Linked DNA regions of Bos taurus: region 2 is linked to region 1. The links are chromatin contacts, called in public Hi-C maps. All regions are on one chromosome and are shown on one strand. Each heading gives the region's core, a stretch centred on a gene start, on an enhancer-like site or on the middle of the called end of the contact. The rest is flanking DNA. Distances are from core to core; before and after follow the strand shown.

Region 1 (4,862 bases), core at 382-2,881:
TCCCATAGTAGGACCAGGACGTGTTTATTTGCTAAAAGCTTAAACTCTGGTGGATATTTTTTAACTGAAAGTTGCAAAATGCATTAAGAAAGTAAGGAGGAAAAAGTTCCCAAAGGAAAAGCCAAAGAAACCAGCAAAGAGAAACAGCTCCTACTTGAGTAGTCCTATTCAAGCACTCAACCACCCCATATTCCACTCTTTCTGAAACCTCAAGCAAAGGCTGACCTTTGCCCTCCAAGTATTTACTTCTTTTATAATCATATGATAAACCTTATTAAGTACATTTGAAAATTCTATATAAATTATAACTAGCAGATCCAACTACCTTATCAGCTTTTTCCCCTTTTTATTACATTTGAAGGGAAAAAAGTTAACAGCCCTCACTCAGAAAGTGATAAGGCAAATAGCTTCCTCCTCAGTTGAATCTGTACTCTGACCCAGAGAAATCACTCTTTTCTTGTATTCAAGAGCAAATTTGTTTGAAGCTTTCATTCCACTTTCCAAGCCTGCTCTCTGCAGCTGCATAAAAGATGAGACATGGGAATGAAAGAAAACTAGATTGGAGCCAAAAAGCAATACTGTCCGTACGCAAACTCACTCAAAGAGCAGCAAGGCTTCTATACATCCCTTCTCACTTTTGCCATCCTAGCAGAACCCTAGCCAAAAGGAGGAGGCGATGTACTATATCTGTCCAATTCTGTTGAAAACGACTTCCCATGTATAATCAAGGAAAGGATAAGTTCACCGGATGCACCTCCCTGCCTCCCCCACCCATCACCCAACACCCTCCCCCGACTCCCATCCCTAGTCTTAACACAGCCCAAGGTGGTGTCAGATCAACCTTTAGCTCTAAACTACATGGAATGAGGCAAGATCAAGGGAATGACTAGAAAGATGCTCACAGGTCATCATCATTTTAAGATGCCCATGGAGTAAGAGAATGGCAGAGACACTGCAGCAGTAAGCAGAATTTACTTCATCTGTCTTACCCCATGCACCATCAAGGCAGAATCTTCCCCTCCCAAAAGGCTGACTGTGCAGTAGACTTTCAGAAAGCCTGGTAGTGCATTAGCCTCCACGCAAAGGTGTCAGGTAAACATAACCCCAGCAATCTACTCAGGCCAACAGTGAAGTGCACAATTGAAAAAGTTCATTCTCAAAATCAAGGGCTTCCCAGGTGGCTCAAACGGTAAAGAATCTGCCTGCAATGCAAATGACCTGGGTTCAATCCTTGGGTCAGGAAGATCCCCTGGTGAAGGGAATGGCAAACCACTTCAGTATTCTTGCCTGGGAAAGCCCATGGACAGAGGAGCCTGAAGGGCTACAGTTCATGGGGTTGCAAAGGGTCCGACACGACTGAGTGACTAACACATACATGCACTGTCAAGATCAAACTCTGCTGGGATTAGAAGGGCATTCTCAAGGATTTTTACTCAGATGTCATAATAGCTCCGTGTTATTTTTAATGCTGTTCTTTGGATTTTGCCCCACACAGAATTCCCAAGTCACAAGAGGATCATGAACAATGTCCAGATGTATAAAATGCAAAAATACCTCCCTCCTACTTGTGGATTCCAAGATAAACACCACAAGAAGCACGTGTGACTAAACTCAGGGTCCATTCCAAATTAAATACTGCATCATGTGCACAGTGCAGGGCTTAAAAAACAAAACTGCACAAATATTCGACACGGTTCATAAGCCCGACTTGGGCAAGCGCATGACCACGTTGTAAGAAGGAAACATGAATTGGAGAGTAGGGGTAAAGGGTGAGAAAAGTCTCAGGCATGACCTTTCCCAGAAAATTGGTGCTATTTTCAGCCAACACTTGTATGATACAGGACACAGATGAAAGAAGAAATAGTATTTTTCTTTGTTTTCTTTCTACTGATGGCTCTCAATTCTAAAGCCACCCAGCAAATAGGAAAACCCTACAAATACTTCAAAATCCCTAGCTAAGTCATGCACAAACATCATTAAATATACACACACACGTACACACACATGCACAGAGGTAATGAATACTTAAATGTCTAGCCAGCCAGTCCAGACAGAATCCTTTTGACTTATAAACTGGGTTCTACACAGAGTCCATGGAACCTTAGGGAGCACAGAAATAGGGCATTCAGGTCATATGAAAAAAATCTACATTATTTTTATTATATTTCAAAAACTAAAAGTAAAAAAAAAAAAGGATGAGTGGATGAATAGATACTGTTCAGAGAAAGTCTGGCTGAGTTCAGTCTTCCATTTTATCCTAGGTAAATGCTTCTAATGAATTAAGATTGGGAAATGTTTACTAAAATATCTTGATTTTTTTAAACTTATATACCATTTAATAGATATAAAAGAATATGTATACTATGTAGGTTACTGAACCATAATGATAAAATATATACTCATGAACCCATCACCCAATTTATGAATCAGAATATTCCCAATCCCAGTGAAGTTACACATCGGCCCTTCTTGAATTCCATTCTTCTGTCTCCCTCCCGAAGATCATCAATATTCTGAGTAATGCATTTATTTTATTCTTGCCTCTTATAAAATAATTTTTACTACAACTGATGGCGTGTTCTGATGTATTTGCTAATCCCTCTTTGTGCATGCTTCCACAATGGGGAGGGAAGAAAAAGTAAAGTCCTTCAAGTGTTAGTCACTCAGTCGTGTCCAGCTCTTTACAACCCCATGAACTGTGTAGCTCACCAGGCTCCTCTGTACATGGAATTCTCCAGGCAAGAATACCAGAGTGGGTAGTCATTCCGTTTTCCAAGGGATCTTTCTGACCCAGAGTTCTAACTGGGGTCTCCTGCATGGTAAGGAGATTCTTAACCATCTAAGCCACCAGGGAAGCCATTACCTCAATGTATTTTTTTTTTTAAAAGAAGTATCTTTTTGCCTATCTTCCCCCAAATTTAAGTACCTCATGATCAGAAATTATGTCTCTAACTTACCAGTACCTAACAAAGTTATGGGCATAGAATAAGTGCTAAATACTTATTTTTCAATTCACCTTTCACATCAGAGCCCCAATGTCTTAAATGTTCCACAGTAGAGCTGGTCAGCAACAATAAAGATTGCTTCTTTAATCATTGCCTTTCTCCTATGACAGACCTCTAGGAACCAAGGACCAAGTTCATCAGTTATCTTCCTAGACTCTGAATCAATATATAATAACAGTCACTATATGACCTCATCACACACTAGATAAAATCTTAGGTGGTACTGAAATTATCAAATGAGACAATTCATCTACTAGAGTCATACAGTGATGACTCCTTACTTGGAGAGCACATTATCACACACAAAAGTTTAATATATATTTGAGCTACACTTAACCAGACATGCCAATAAGACATGGAGGTGTCAACTGTTTTTTACTTAAAAACAGCATTGTCTACAAAGCAAACCAAACTGATAGAGAAGTCCCCACTATTTGACAGCAAAGAGTTTCACAATCACCTTAAACATTACCAACTGAACACAAGTGTCTTTGAGGCTGTGTTCTTAAGGATAAACCTACAACTTCAATTACATGACCATTATGCAAAACGGTTGATTACAAATTTGTCCATCAGCCAAGAACAGCAAAAGTAGACAGTTTATGCCATTCTGGATTCAAAATTTTATTGTGCAATCTCTCCTAAAAGTATGTTAGAGAACTTCTCCGACATTTCTTTATTCTGAACAAAGCATAGATTAAGAAGAAAGAAATATCTCTCTGGGTATAAAAAGGAGTCAGGAGAGAATGTGCCAGAAGAACTTAGGCCAGTCATAAGACATCAATCTAAAGGATCTTTCTAAAGAGACAACTGTACTGTTATTCCGAAAGACTTAACAATTTACACTTTAGAAAGAAAAGTTTAGGGAACTGTTCACACAAGTGCACCTATAATCTGGAATTAGTGCTATTATTAAAAAAAAAATAAAATTAAAAAAAAAAATTTTAAGTACTGCAGCATATGCCAGGCTACTTTACCAAACCCAAACCTTTTCACATTAATACAGCTGAGAAGTCTTGGTCAAGAATCCATAACAGTTTTGATAGGTCATTCCAGGAAAAAGTTTCGGGACATTGAACATCATTCCCAGAAGACTCTTAGTATTCTTTTTCAAACACTCCATGAAAAAAAGAAGAAAAAAAAATCACTCATCTGTACCTATCACTTGCTACATATGACCATTTCTTAATTTGTCTCAGTTGAGTTTAAACCATCTTCACTGTTACCACTACACTTTGATATCAAGCTAAAGGTGTGGTGAGGGCACCAAGACTGTTCTTGACCACAGGATGAGACTCCGCCAAAAAGATGTGCAAGTGGTCACAACCACCTCACTGTGTCACTCCATGTCCATGTTCATCAGAGCAGTTCACTCGCCCATGGCTAGTAGAAAACCTTGACACAGACATTATATTTTCTCCTCATATCTCCCCTTCATCATCTAAATTAGGTGTTTGGTAGCCCAAGGGCAACTCTCACTGAACCCACAGTCAAAGAAAGATAACAGCTTGCAGCACTATGATATTGATCAACTGTGAGGATATTGCTCTGATAATGATTTGACTAGAGCTGAACTACTGCCATCCCTGCTGGAACCAGTTGGCCCTTTGTTGCTTTTTGTTTTTAGCTGTATCTCTAAAAGCATACACTGCCTGAACCACAAAAGAGGGAAATAATTATTCTCTTCTCACAGTCACAGAGAGTGACTATTAACTAGGAATGGGTTTCTTTGGGGGGGTGATGAAAATGTTTTGGCATTAGATAGTGGTGACAGTTGCACAAATTTGTGAATATGCTAAAAAAAAAACAAAACAGTCTTATCTACTTTAAAAGGGTGAGTTGTATGATATGTGAATT
Region 2 (5,115 bases), core at 2,316-4,815, 890 kb before region 1:
CAGAGGGCAGGTGGAGCGGGGCCCAGGTTGGCTGCTTTAGGCTCTGGACACCCTGGGATGGGAGGGAAGACTGAAAGGAGCTAGGAGCAGAGATGGGCTGAACCGGAAGGGGTTGCCTGGGAGGCCCACTCAGCTGGGGAGCTCCAAGCTGGGGGCGCCCATGCCAGCACCCTGTGGGAGGACTAGTGGGGCATCTGTGGCCCCCATGACAGGTGGGCTGAGACTTGCGTCGTGTTCCATTTTGAACAAGAGACCCTGATGTGGCAAAGGCTCTAGAGGTAAAGAACCCGCCTGCCGATGCAGGTGATGTAAGAGAGGTGGGTTTGACCCCTGGGTTGGGAAGGTCCCCTGGAGGAGGGCTTGGCAAGCCACTCCAGTATTGCTTCCTGGAGAATCTCATGGACAGAGGAGCCTGGTGGGCTACAGTCCATAGGGTAGCAAAGAGTCAGGCACGACTGAAGCGGCTTAGCATGCCTGCATGCTGATGAGGGTGAGGGGCTGGGGAGGAGGGAGAGAGACAGCATTATTGTCCCTACTTTCAAAGACAACATGATGTCAGTGCAGAGAGAAAACAGGTGTGTGAGTGTGCACATGCAGACACAACAGTCGTTACCATGAGGCTGGTAGTAATTGGAGCCAGAGGAAACATACAGGTGACCAAGACTTTGCGACCTCGGGCAAATGTGTAACCTCTCTGTACCTCAGTTTCCTCATCTGTAAAATGGGAACAGTATTAGTATCAACTTCATAGGGCTGTTAAAAGGATTAATCACAAAGCGATGCTTGTAAAGTATGCAGCACAGTCCAAGCGCCTAGTGTCACAGATGGTTGTCGTTGCTATCAGTCATCATCATCATTAGTAGGAGTTGTCACCCACTGGAAGAGGAAGGTGGGGAAAGGTGGAAAATGGATGGGCACTCAGAGAGCCAATCACAGGGTGGTCAAGGCAAGGCAAGCAGGAGGGGAGCAGTGGGAGCCAAAGAGAAGAGGCAGGAAGTGTCAGGTGATGAAATAAAACAATTTCCTAATGAGCTTTAGTGTCCTTTATTCAAGGGAAGACACTCCATGGGTTGGGGGAGTATATGGCCTCACAAGGGGTGGAGCACCCTTCCTGAGGATTCTGGGGCAAGGGTTTCATCAAGCATTAGAAGCAGTAACAAGGATACCGAGCATGACTGGCTATGAGGTGAGGGTTTCCTTATAAGGCCAGCGGATCCTCTCTTCTAGGGCCAGGTAAGCTAGCTCCAGCTATCTTAGAGGATTGCCACCCGTGCATGTTAGTTTTCCTCAGTAAGGTGTGTCAATAACTGAGGCCCGACTGAGGTTTGTTTAGATTTGGGATGTGGGCCAGGCCACTGGGGTGACCTTCATTTGGTGGATCCCGATATAGGAATTATCTTTGTCAGAAGGTAACATTCAAAGTCTTTGCTACTCAAAGTGTGGTCCGAGGACTGGCAGCATCATCACCTGGAGCTTGTCAGAGATGCAGATGCTTGGGCCCCAGCCCAGGTGCACTCACTCAGAAGGAACTTCTTATGAGGCTGTCCTGGTGATCTGCTTGCTTGCTGGTGCTGGAGAAGCCCAGCTGTCAGCAGTGGTTGGTGGGGCAAGTGGAAGGAGGGCTGGAGAGATGGGTTGGGCACACTTCCTCCTCAGTGTTTCCATGTGCAAGTTGTTAACTAGAATTCAGTATTTGTTTATAATTTTTTTTCCTTTGGGGTAAAAGAAGGTTTGTTGTCATTGTTGTTTAGTCAGTAAGTCATGTCCGACTCTTTGCGATCCCATGGACTGTAGCCTGCCAGGCTTCTCTGTCCATGAGATTCTCCAGGCAGCAATACTGGAGTGGCTTGCCAAGCCCTCCTCCAGGGGATCTTCCCGACCCAGGGATCGAACCCGTATCTCCTGTATTTGCAGGCAGATTCCGTACTGCTGAGCCATCAGGAAAGCAAAAAAAAAAAAAAAAAAAATTACATACCATGAAATGTTCACAACAACTGTCTTTTTGAATTTTCAATAAATGCATCTAATAATGAAACGAGACTCCAATCAAGATATAAAGCATTACTGGCAACTAGAAAGTTCTCTCCCCAGGCAATCCCTACCCTAGCCCCTAGAGGCAACTGCCATTGTGATTATTTTCCCACCATCGATTACTCTGCCAGTTTTAGAACTCCATATAAATAGGATCAGACAATAGGTTATCCTGTGTAATACTTTTGTCACTCACATAATGATTTTGATTTTATGCCGTGCGTTTCAGAAATTCGTCCCCGTGTGTTGCTGAGGAGTGTACTCTCATGTAGGTATACCACGGTCTGTACATCTGCTGGCCTGTTTCTGGGTTTTTGGTTATTATGAATAAGGCTACTAGGAACATTCCCCTATGAGTCTTTTTTGTGAACATATATCCTCATTTCTCTTGGGTAAATACCTAAGAAGCGTAATTGCTGGGTCATGGAAGAGGTATAGGTTTCATTTTTATGAGAAATCACTAGACTTTTTTCCAGAGTGGTTGTACAACTTTATACATTTACCAACAGTGTATGAGTGTTCCCGTTAACAGTCTCATTAGCATGTGGCTTTGTCAGGCTTTTCAATTTCCACCATGGTGGTGGGTGTATAATGTGTTATTTTATACTTCCTAATGATGACTAATGATGTTGATTATCTTCTTTTATGTGCTTATTGGCCTGGCCATTCACATGTCTTCTTTTGAGAAGTGTTTGTTCAAATCTTCTGTCTATCTTTAGGTGGGGTTGTCCTTTTACTACTGAGTTATATGCGTTCTTTCTATATCCTGAATACTGGTCCCTCGTCACATATGTTTTGCAAATATTTTCTGTGAGTGGATTTTTACAGGAATATTGGGTATTGGATTTGGCCCCAGGTGGGGCTTATGTGGGTGCAGGGCTGGAAGTTATGTGAACCACCGACTTTAGGGTTGCATGTTGTAGAGGGCCACAGCCCCCTCCCTCACGGGGCTGGTGTGAAGTGCAAGTGAGGTAACACAGGGAAAGTCCTTTGTAAAGTGCGGGACACACAAAGATTTAACACTGATCCTTTGAACATGCGAAGAGGAAGGGTCATTTCTCTGTCTTCTCCCCATTAGTGCAGTCTCTTGGAAGCAGGAGACAGGAGAGAAAAAGCTACCCATTGGCTGGAAACGGTCTCTTGTTAAGATCTGAGTGGTTATAGTGCCTAAAACACGGTACAAGCTTGGCATCCCACCTAGGTTCAAATCTGGGTTCTGCCAGTTACTCTTTGAGTGTTTCTGAGCAAGCCCCCATTTCATGAAAACTGGAAACAAACACCTACCTCCCGAGTCACTGTGTCATTATTATTATTTGCAGAATGTCACGCTGAGAGGACTGCCCATATTGTGCAATCCTCACAATGACCTTTTGTGTAAATTGTATCACCTCCCCCCACTCCCGTTAAGAATTTATGGGTTATTTAGATGCTCCTGAACTGAGAGCCTGTAGGAGGCTGCGTGGAGGCTGCTCTCCTACAAGTCCTGTCTGGGGAGTGTGGTTCCACACGTCTGTTCCACACAGAGCCACCAGGGGGCACACACCTCCTCTTCAGGGCTTGTGTTGAGGCTGGGCCGTTCCCTGCCCCTAACCCTGCCTCTCACTGCTGTCCAGCTCAGGGTCCAAACTGACCTCTGTGGCATTTTCCAATGGAGTATAATTTCAGAAGGTCCTCATTTGGGGATAAGGGGCTAAGAAGACCAAGGAACCCCGCATAGAAAGGCCAAGGAGGGCAGTACTGGTTTCTGTCCCCTTAAAGATTTCCTTGGCTCAGGGGGTTCACACAGGCGGGTGGGCACAGGGGAGGGAAGCAAGCTGTTGAACCGTTTTCTGTGCACCCTGACCCCACCCTTCATAGCCCTGTTACCTCCTTGGACCTCAGATCTCCCCCCATCCCCTACTCCCCCAGCCCTTGGCAATGACCCCTTGGTGAGCTACTTCCATGCCAGCTTGTACCCAATCCCTTTGGCAAACAGGCCTGGGCACTGACCCCGGGGCCCGGTGGCTGCAGGGCAGAGCTGCTGTCCTGGCCAGGCCTACCTCCCTGCAGGAGGCAGCAGCAAGGCCCTCTCGGCCACCACCCCCACCTCCACCTCGGGAAGGGCCAATGGATCTCTTGTTCCTCTTTTCCTCCCAGCAGGGGTTGGCACGGCAACGCCTGGCCTGGGGTCCTCTTACGCAATCAAGCAATGGCCGGTCGATGACTGACCAGGCCGGCCCGGTACTTGGTCATGGAGCGTGTGTACCTGGCGGGCAGGGCCCCTTGTTCTGGAGACTTGCTGTCTCAGGAGGGAGGTCTACAGGGTATTCTTCACGGTTAGCTAGCACTAGATGGGCCACCCAGCTTCCCAGAAACCTCGGTCCTTCTTGTCCTCCAGAGGCCATTCGATGGAGCAGTGGTTGCTTTTCCCTTCTGAGCCCTTTAGCTGTCCTACTATTTGGATCTTAGTCTACTTGCCTACCTGTCCACTTGCTCAATGGCTCGGTGGCTGTGGAAGTGGAGATACTTCTGCCCTCACTCATGCTGCCCACTGCCCACTGCCCACTTGTCCACTCCCTGGTCCTCTCACCCTCTCATCCAGAGGGAGTCTGAACAGCTCAGTTGCCGGTCTTGGCACTGAACCCAGCCATTAGGGAAGCTCTAAGTGACCGAGGGCAAAGCTTTTGGGGTCAGAGAGACCAGATGTGAATCCTGACTGTACTGTTTCCAGGCCACGTGGCAATGGGAACATTTGTCAAATCTCCGAGCCTCAGTCTCCTCATCTGTAAAATGGGGACCCTCTTCCTCCCACAGTGGGCATAAAGATTGGATTCGGAATTAATTAGGGTGCTTTAACCAGAGCCCAGGGAACGCGGCTGTGGTCACTGGGCCTCTCAGTGGCCATGTCCCGGCTGTGGGGACTCCACTTGGCCTGTTTCCCATGGCTTCCCTGTGCCTCAGGTTACACCCGGGACCGGCAGGGGCTCATCCCTGCTTCTTGACCAGGCTGTCCTCCCTGGGCAGGTGGCCCTCACACCCAGCCCTGAAATGGAGGTCGATAATCACCACCTTCCCACACACCCCTTCCTCTGCCTTCTGGCTTGC

The links. Hi-C and Micro-C count contacts between places; a contact is called where the count stands out from the background.
Region 2: a Hi-C map of liver shows a contact between it and region 1, with 3 times the contacts expected there. The contact joins two enhancer-like sites. A contact is called at or near these places in 2 of 11 Hi-C or Micro-C datasets (liver and skeletal muscle).

The regions. Positions count from the first base shown.
Region 1 is chr10:79,760,595-79,765,456 of ARS-UCD2.0, reverse strand. The region is part of intron 7 of RAD51B (RAD51 paralog B); the gene reads right to left. Among named protein-coding and RNA genes, the nearest start is that of RAD51B, 93 kb to the right of the region's middle. Within about 2 kb of position 1,631, at least 10 of the 102 cell types and tissues checked have an H3K27ac peak or open chromatin away from gene starts, as enhancers often do. A contact at or near this core is called in liver, where this site is marked.
Region 2 is chr10:80,647,946-80,653,060 of ARS-UCD2.0, reverse strand. No RefSeq gene overlaps it. Among named protein-coding and RNA genes, the nearest start is that of ZFP36L1, 30 kb to the right of the region's middle. Within about 2 kb of position 3,565, at least 4 of the 102 cell types and tissues checked have an H3K27ac peak or open chromatin away from gene starts, as enhancers often do. A contact at or near this core is called in liver, where this site is marked.